Regions from separate parts of the Zea mays genome. Here region 2 is linked to region 1. Evidence: chromatin contacts called from public Hi-C data. All regions are on one chromosome and are shown on one strand. Each heading gives the region's core, a stretch centred on a gene start, on an enhancer-like site or on the middle of the called end of the contact. The rest is flanking DNA. Distances are from core to core; before and after follow the strand shown. Region 1 has its middle 45 kb from the start of LOC100384030. Region 2 holds the start of LOC100384030 (glossy13).

Region 1 (4,966 bases), core at 1,173-3,672:
AAAAATGATGGCGACGTCCATGAGATGTCATTGCCTTGTTTGGTATCGACATTGGCAACGATTTTGTTTGGATCAAATCAATCTAGACAACAATGTTGAAGGAGCAACAATGGAGACAGGGACACTTGTCAGCTCCAACATGACATATGGTACTTCATTCATTGGTAAGCATCCTCGATCTGGTATATGAGCCAACTTTGATAAGGTGTTTGAGGTTGTGAATGGTAAACATGTTTGGACTATCGTTGATTCGTTGTCTGCAAATTCTATAAGCATGAATTGATTGCTAGATCTTTTGGTGGCATTGGCCATTTGCTTAAACATCAGAAAGAAGGGCTTATCTCTATAAGCATGAATTGACGATTAGTTCTTGTGCCTACCATCTCTTTAGAATCTTGTTTTAGCTTGATTGTCAGGGTAGTTAAAGTGCGACGATGATGATTGTTAGCCAAATTTGTGGAGATATTGATCTACAACAAGGACTAAAGGTTAGGAGAAACAAGATAACAAATATGGTTGTGAACAAAGAGCTTGAAGACTCATTCAAAAACTTGTATCTTGGTGAAGATGAAGCTGTTGTCAGTTGTGCTTAGTGGGACTGAAGGACTGTGTGTGAAGTCTGAGTTAGTGAATGATCCATGAGTGACTAAGATCGAGAGTTTGTGATTGTGAAGTTGTGAGACTTGTTTATGTGTTAAACAATGGTTTATAAGTCTTAATTTATAAGGTGGTTGCACTCTTTTTTCTTTATAAGATTTATCATAAGTCTGAGTTTTACCTATAAAGATTTTAAATAAGAGCATTACATAAGACAACTCAATTATTAAATTTTCTGTTGTATGTCTTCTCTATTGGTTTTGTTGCTTAAGTTCTTTGTTGATTCTGTGATTTTGTGACCTGTGAGTGTAAATTTATGATAAGTGGCTGGGCGGATACAAGCCTCGATCCACTGAGCCCGTGGCCTAGGGATTAATCCATATGTTCCTACTTATATTTGTTGTCTTTAGACTAAAATGTATTGGAAGAACAATAGATTTAATAGCTGGCTCGTTGTGTGATCAGATCCTTAATCCACCCCTGGTGGCTGTGAATGCGAGAATATGATAATATCAACTTGTGGATATGATTTTGTAGACATAGTGGATGTGAAGTGAATAAATTTGTGGAACTTTGGTTTTATGAATGATTATGATGTTTCATAATATCATCTACTATAGGCTAACACTGCATGTTAATTTATCGTGCTTTTTAGGGGCCGTTCGAAAAAAGTATATATATAATATCTATCCAAGCCGCCAATGAAGCGTGTGGTTTTTTGAGGCACGACACATGCCCCCTAGATCTAGGGTTGGAAACGGACGGGTAAACACAATCTATGCCGTTTTTGACATTTGACTTGTCTGTTTTATAATTTGAGGAAAATTCTGCAAATAGGACGGAAACGAGAGAGAGAGTCTATCCTCACCGATTTTGCGGGATTCCGTTTTTGTCCAGGTTGAACACGTATTTGAGAAATCCAGGATCATCCTCAACCCCAAAATGCATTAGTGCATTAGCTAAAGCCTCATATTATTAGATGACAAATTATAGCACAAGAAGTCATTCTATCCACTGGCTCTCCTCAATGACAATTGGTCTAAAGACTTAAACAATATACTCCCTCCAGTGCAGTAAAGGTAGTCGTTTAGGACATGATTGTGCATACCAAGGAGTGATTAATTATCATAGAGTTTTCCCTGTTTGCCCCTATTAAATAGGGATATGGGTGCATTAACGTCACTAAAACAATCAGGCTTGATTGGTTGCTGCAGTAGCTCTAAAGCATTCTAGACTGGAGGTCTCAAGTTCGATTCCTCTTAAATACATCTTTTTTTGTGCAATTACTAGGGGCAACAACGTCCAAATCCCAGACCTACGCGCGCTATGACTTCTTTTTGTGCACACTCGGTCACGCGCAGGATGACTTCTTTTACTGCACCGGAGGGAGTAGTCTCTATATACACCACTAGCAAACAAATAACAATGTAGTGTTGTCTCTATGTATCTATTTATCTTATATTATTGTCCTACTAGTTAATCATCATCTAACCATTAATATTATGTGTGTTGTATTAAATTATGAGTTTCCTTTTTCATCCCAGCCCCGTCAAACCGTGGCTGCCATATATCGGTGCCGTGCAGGACGGCCGGATGGACATCTGGCCACTCATATTTTGCCCTGAAATTGGAGCAAACAAACGCCATGACGTGACGCCCGACCAAGAAAGCCCCATCTTGATTGCAATATTACTACTACTAGTAATCGATGCTGAATTGAATGCAGCGTTGTTGCTTCACCAGCTTTCTCCTGCAGCCATTTACTCCTCACTCGGCATCAACGGAACGGACCGGCCGGCCCACTGACCACACGAAAAAGAACGGAACGGAGCATCCCTGCCTCCAAAAAAAAAAGGAACGCCGTACGATCTGTTGGTCTGCTTTGCCTACTCGTATCATGTTGCCGTTGAGCATTTCCTGTGGGGTTTTCTTTTTTCCTCTCCGCCTTTTCTTCTCGTGCGGCGTCTCTTTTCCGCGCGCGGATGCAGGGGTCGTCGTTATCGCGCGCACGCTGCCACGTTTGGACGTACGCCTACTCAGCATTGATGCGCCGCTTTTTACACTGTACAGTGTAGGCGGTGCGCATTCAGTTTATTAGGTTAATTCAGTTTGGTTTATAAGGTTTTTAAAAATTTCGGTTTCTGAAAAACAATAGCCGAAATAAATGTAGAAAAAATAGGAACCGAACCAATTCGGTTAATTACAGAAACATTATTAAACTGCGCGTGCGTCTTTGTGGAGTGTGGTCGGCAACAGTGGCGGATCTAGGATTTACCCAAGCCCCGGGCCAAACTTAATTAAGAAAAGGATAACAAAATATAACATAGTGCAAAGGTACAATAAAATTTAACTTACAGATAGATAACATATAATTGGCGCCATCATGAAGCAAATATCTTCATTATTCAACAATTGTTTCAAGTACAGAGTTGGAAGCCACTGAAAAAATATAAAAGCACAAATTAGAGGCATGAAAAAGAAATCAGCAACTATAGTATAGTAATGTAAAGCAAATTTAGAACAACGATTTTGTAAATACCACTAGAACGAGGTAGATTAATTCTGTGGGTCCTCATATCTTGAAAATGTTTTAATATCTTTTCATCTTCAATAGTTGTAAATATATCCCTCTCAATATAACACACCATGCGGTGATTTAGCCAATCATCAGCCATCTTATTCCGCAACTCAGTTTTGATAATACTCATAGCAGAAAATGCCCTTTCTACAGATGTTGTTGCCACCGGCAATACTAACACCAACTCAATGAGACGATACACCAACTGTAAGTCACCATGCTTTCCACTTTTAACCATCAATTGTGCAATCATACCAATATCAGTACAACTTGACCATTCTGGATCACCTCTCACTTCAACAATGAATGTCTCAAGTTGCTCCCTCAAGCAAATCAAATCATATGGGAAGAAGTCAGCAACATATAGTTTGGCAAGCTGAACCAACTTATCTATATCAAAGTTGGCGAAAGAATTTCTAGGATCAAGACAGGCAAAGCATTTCAATAGTTCTGTAGATCTTTCACCAAAGCGATTGTTTAATTCCACAATAAGTTGGTCAAGTACCACATTATATATCTCATGATGAAAATGATGTTGGTAAGTCACTAGCTGGCCTCCACGACCCCTCGAGCGACCCCTAGCTGCAATTGTATCCAACATATTTGGCACTATAATATTATGCTTGAGACAAAATGCTTTTGTCTCTTCAAATAGATCCTCCCAACCATGTTCTCTAAAGTTAATAACTTTCTGCAATGTAACTTCAATCAATGATACAGCACGAACTATATTTTGGTCCTTCTTTTGCAAGCATTGTGACAAATCATTAGTCTTACCCAACAATTGAATCATAATATGCATAATGAGCACAAATTCAAAACTCTCCATTTGTTTTATCAATCCTGCAGCACATGTTTTGGTTGATGACGTAGGGCCATCATCACATATATTCTCTAACACTTCCAACACGGCTTGCCACATGAGTTGTAAACGACACAAAGTTTTATGATGTGATCCCCAACGAGTATCTCCAGGTCTTGTAAGATTTGTTTCTTGATTTTTCCCTCTTCCAGAAAAAATTTCTTCGTTCTCTAATCCTTTCACTAGATTATCATGATGTTCTTGGGCCAATTGGTCATGCCTCTTACAGGATGCATTAACAGTGTTAATAATCAAAGTTGTGTAGTTAAAAAAATCCATGATAGAAGAACAACACTTCGCAACTGAAACAACCACTAACTGCAACTGGTGGGCAAAGCAGTGAATATAAAAGGCATAGGAATTTTCATCTAATACCAGTCTTTGTAGCCCATGGAATTCACCTCTCATATTAGATGCGCCATCATACCCTTGCCCTCTTATATTATGGATAGATAAACCATGATCATTAAGCATAGCATCCAAAGCTCTCTTTAGTGCCATTGATGTTGTGTCAAGAACATGCTCAATGCCAAGAAATCTCTCAATCACAAGCCCTTTGCTATCAACGTATCTGTGTCAACATAAGGACAACAATAGTAAGTGGTGCCACATTAATTAATATAAAACAGATGTCAACAAATAAAGTAGCAAGATAGCAACTAACCTCACAACAACTGCCATTTGCTCTTTGATAGATGCATCTCTAGACTCATCAACAAGAATAGAGAACTTTTTATCCCCAATATCATCCAAGATGGCTTTAGTAGTCTGTTTTGCACAAGCCTCACACAACTCCTTTTGTATTGTTGGTGAAGTCAGTAAATTATTTCCGGGAGCATTGTCAAGTAAGTTTTTGGCATCTTTGTCCCTCTTTTTCAACCAATCCATCAATTCAAGATAATTTCCTTTATTGGAAGATGTGTAAGACT
Region 2 (4,853 bases), core at 640-3,139, 45 kb before region 1:
TTTAGGCACTAATTAATTAAGCTAATAAGGTTTTATACGGAATATATTTGTATATTATTATTGGTTATATATGGGAGAAATAGAGGGCCAGTGTATTATAAGTGTGGAGTAGAAATACATGATACATAAAATCTATTTCTATTCCCTACCCTAGAAACTTGAGTCTATATCTAAACTTTGAAAAGTAGTGAAATGTTAAATTCCAAGTCAAATAGACTACTCTGTTAAGGATATTCTAATTCCTCTACAACGAACAGATCCAAACAGCCCCCTGATATGCAATCTTCCTAGAATTCTTTATGGGGGAGACAGAGTTTCCATATGCACCTTGATGGGCGAATTACCCCACTGATGTTGTCCAAAATCGGCAGTTTAACTCTTCCTCCTCGATAGATCCTCAGATGCCTCAGAAAAGCCTATTAAAAATAACAAGATAAGCATGTCAGGATCTGAATTCTACAAGAGTAAAACTGATGCGGTAATTCTTCCACTGCCGTGGAAAACTTGTTTAAACGTCACTTTCACATGGAGATCAAGTTTAGAACAACCGATATGATGAAAAACGTATATTGACGAAAAAAATTGCAGTTAAGATCTTTGGGCCAACCTCTGTCATGTTGCATATGAAGTTCGGGATGGTCGGTAGAGCCCTGCTCCCAACATGCACGTAAGCGTCCACTGTCACATCCTCATACCTCACTTCGATCTTGGGGAACTCTATCTGCACTCTGCAGGAGCGAGGAGACGGGAAAATCAACAGAGTTTCAGAGCCCAAAAGCAAGATCAGTATAGCTCTGTGATGCCTCGATACAAATTTTAGCATGTGCTTCCGAAGGAAGCAAATTATTTGACAGAAGCGGACACGTACGTAGCTCGTCGTACGAGTACGCACGAGCAAAATCTACTAGCGCTGCTGCCAACAGGCGATCTGATGCTCTTCACGCCGCCTGCTACTGCTGGCGCTCTGGCTCCTGCTTTCGCATCCGCACCCGGAGGCCCAATCATGGCCTGCACGTCCATGGGCCATGCCGTGGAGGCCTGGAAGCTTCTGAATAGCCCATCTGGAGAAGAAAACTTCGAGGCGCCAATCTCCGCGGCGACTGGGACGTGTGAGTACGACGAGATGACGGCGGAAAGCCGGAAACTAGACTCGACACACTGAACCAGAAGGACGGAACCGTACAAACACCTACTGGCGCCACTAGTCAGCCTCCCTAACCGCGTAGCCTTTCCGCGGTAGCACTAGCACCTGCCATGCAGCGGTTGCCACTTGCCAATTTTCCAAACCCCGCGGTCCGCGGATGAGCCGCTTGGGCCCACATGTCATGCAACGCCGCGTGGGTCACCCTGGCTGCACAACAACGGACGAAGCGCGCAAGCTCGTCCGCGCGCGCGGAGGCGGCGGAGTGGTGTGGGGGAGACGACGAGGTCGAGACATTATTTTTGAACTGGGGCGGGGAGACAACGACACAGGGCAAAGCATGATGACGAGGGAGCAAATTAAAATGCAGGAGTGTAACTACTCACGCGTCGAAGCGGCTGCGTATGCGTCGGAAGAAGTGCTCGGAGTCGCCAGAGTCGGCGACGAGGCGGTCGACGAGCGCGGTGCGGTCCCCGGAGGAGAGCCCGGCGACGTCGACCTCGCAGAGCACGTCGTCGCCCTCGACGGCCGCGGCCCCGTCGGGAGCCGGGGACCTGAGCAGGCCCCGTCGCGCGCGGGTGACGGTGGGCAGCCGCTGCAGCGCGGCCCACCGCAGCGCCTCCCGCTCGTCCTCCGCCTCCCGCCACGACCCGGAGCGCGAGAACGCCGCCTCCGCCGCCCACATCTCGCCCCCGATCGGTCTCCCCCGCCACACCAAACCCTAGCTGCCGCTGCCCGCGCCTTTCCGCCCGGTGTGTGGCGCGGCAGTGCGGCCATTTAAGGAGGGCGTACTGGCAGGCGGTGGTAATGGCGGACTGGGGAAGGAGGGGGTGGATCCACCGACTCGTTCGCATTTATGGTCATAGGCCGCTTTCTCCTTCGATCAGTCGCCCCCGGGCTTTCTCTCTCTGCTTTGCGCCTCTAATCCTCGGGGGTTTTTAGCGGAGACCTGGAAGCTGACGGCGACAGGTTCACAAGAAAGGGAGGGAAGGAAATGGGGAAGCCGTGCACCGGCTTTTCATTTTCCAGTTCAGACTTCAGACTCAAGTGAGACTCTCCGGGCATGGTTGTTCTGGGCCTGTTCGTGGGCTCATTTAACAATAATCTTTCATTTCCTTCCTCTATACTGCTTACCAACCCATGGTGATTATTGTGTGTTAGGCTGTCCGCAGCGCTCGCCGCGAGTGTCACCCTCCCTTACTCCTGTAGACGTATAGAGTGACCCTCACCCCTCCGCAGCGCTGTGCGCTACAAGCGCCCCTCCTTGCTACAGTTCAAGGGTTGCGTGATTTTGTCGGTCCTCTTTGTCTCGAAGTTGGTACGCACGTATTAATTGTTAGTTGTAGAAAAAAATGACGTTGGATCACAGATAGGTATGAAAAATAATATTTTAGGTTATAGTGGAGTGTAGGAAGAGAATTTAAAAAAAAAACCTATACGGGAAGGAAAACGTAGGGGTGGAATCTATATGATGTGGCTGCATGTGGTATATACGGACAAATTTAGAGAAAACTGCTACAGATAGCCTTAGAGTCTCTTTGGTTTTACTTTTGGCTCTAGCTTTTGCACCTTAAAAGCCAAAAGTTAAATTAAAGGGTTCGATCCAAAAAACAGCTTTTCCTAATAGTCGACTTTTCTTGCAGTGCAAAATTGAAAGCACCTCTATACCTGTTTTTAGTAGCTTTTCAGATGAAACTGTGAAAATATATATTAAAAAATAGCGACTTTTAATAGTTTTCGTCAAATTGTTTTTAGTTTTTTAACAGCCCATATTAATTTTTTTCATAGACACAGTCCAACCAAAAAGACCCTAAGGTTGTTCGAAAGATGCAAAACTTTATCGACTATATATATCGTTTAAATGTGGGGGACACGATAATCGTTGAACCGTGGAAACTGGTGTTTCATATAATAGAAGAGATAAAGAAGAGAAGACCGTCTAGTTTTAATACTCTCTATTGCAGAAGTAACATTCTATCTTTCCGGCAAATCCTATATAATATATATACACACACAGGGACGGAGAGAGAGTATATGTTAATATATCTTTTCAAAAAAATAAAGATAGATCGAGTAGATAAATTTAATTTAGGGCTTGTTTGTTTCTGTTTTATAATATACCAACTTCTACTGTTTTTATAGTGTTTTATCTCTATAAATTACAACTATAACAGTCCAAATAATTAGTTTTAATCCGGAGCGAAAGATGAAACAAGCAGCCCCAACATTGAATTGCCGTTTGAAAAGTTAAAATGCTGACTTCCGAGAAAAACAAACTAAAAGCTATGCTGAGTGAAGCCTCTCTGATTTTTAATACGCTGAGAAGCTAAAAATTTACTACAAAACGACAACAACTAGTACTATAGAAGCCAAAAAAAACCAGAAAGTTTTTGCTTTCAAACCAAGACCCCCCCAAAGCTACCGCTCTAAAAAGCATGCACTTAGACCATCTCCAGCAGTTTACCTATACATATACCTATATTCAAACTACACTATATAAACAGTGTAATCTATAATATAAAACGATGCAAAACGGTGTTTTTAGTGACTATATAGGTGTAAGGTCCAGTAGTTCACTCATATGATAAAAACACTTTTTATACTGTTTTGCATTATAGATTATATTGTTTGTAGAGTATAGTTTGAATATGAGTATATGTATGGGTAAGCTGCTAGAGATGGTCTTAGGAGAAAAATGCATACTAACATATGATCTCTAACAAAATTGCAAAAAAAAATAATAAGGCGCGTTGGCATTGAAATGTTTTAGCATTTCACACACTGAGCTATTGACAAATTTCTCTACGATGGAAGTCTAGAGTTCAAATGATGCATTGGCCGACGTGTGATGATGATGAGTCGTTTTGATGTGCCCGCAAGCGTTTGTTGTATGTCATGGCAGCATGGCACCACATCGTAGACGTTTGTGTACAGTTGCGCGACAAGCCCGAGCTGGTTGCCAGCGGCAACAGGTTGGCGCCATGGATAATGCACCCCCGTCGCACGTGAAGAAGCACCCGGCCGGCCCGTGCGATTTTATTTCCAGCTCAGCTCATGTGATGAATAACAGTGCTGCCCTGCTGCTATTCACTCCTCCTTACCAACAGTATACCTATGCTAGCCTGCACTGTTGACACTGCTGTCTCCAGTCGCTCGCAGTATGTACTCCTTCAATCTTCAAGCCGTGAGTAGTACGGTAGTACCATGCGTAGTGACTAGTGAGCAAATCAAACAACCCGGAGACTTGCTGATGGTGAGGGTTGGAAGGAATTAAGGGAAGGGGGAAGAGATGGAGATAGATCAGGGCTGGAGACAGGCAGCAGAGGGGCCGCCAGTACAGCTAGCTCTGCTTCGCTTGTCTTGGAACATGGCCGGTGGCCCCGGCACAGCTCTCGCTCGCCCCAATAACTGCGGGTCTGGCTTCTTCCCGATGGGTGGCGTTGGGCCATGGCTAGCTCCCGCCAACCGCAATTGCGAGCTGCAGTTAATTACCCCCGCCCCCACGTCGTCGCCGTCGCCGTACGTCATCGTCAATAGCTCCGTTTGGAACGCCCCAAGAGGCGCATCATCTCGCACGAAACTAGAATCCAATTATACCTGTCCGGGACCGGTGCGGCTTTAACTGCCTGGTGACAGACTGACAGCAGGAAGGAAAGAGAAGAGAACCTGCAGGCCGGGCCGGGTGGATTACATATTGTTGTATAGGATTATA

What was found. Hi-C and Micro-C count contacts between places; a contact is called where the count stands out from the background.
Region 2: a Hi-C map of leaf shows a contact between it and region 1, with 6 times the contacts expected there. The contact joins the promoter of LOC100384030 here to the enhancer-like site in region 1. A contact is called at or near these places in 8 of 25 Hi-C or Micro-C datasets (bundle sheath, ear, endosperm and 3 more) and 1 of 3 datasets of contacts at active chromatin or transcription factors (leaf).

Annotation. Positions count from the first base shown.
Region 1 is chr3:10,215,302-10,220,267 of Zm-B73-REFERENCE-NAM-5.0, reverse strand. No RefSeq gene overlaps it. Among protein-coding and RNA genes, the nearest start is that of LOC100384030, 45 kb to the left of the region's middle. Within about 2 kb of position 2,422, at least 14 of the 20 cell types and tissues checked have an H3K27ac peak or open chromatin away from gene starts, as enhancers often do. A contact at or near this core is called in bundle sheath, ear, leaf and 1 more, where this site is marked.
Region 2 is chr3:10,259,871-10,264,723 of Zm-B73-REFERENCE-NAM-5.0, reverse strand. It overlaps LOC100384030 (glossy13), which reads right to left and starts at 1,889. Exons shown (of 24, transcript NM_001321723.1): 1 at 1,528-1,889; 2 at 608-728; 3 at 328-416. The coding sequence starts at 1,826.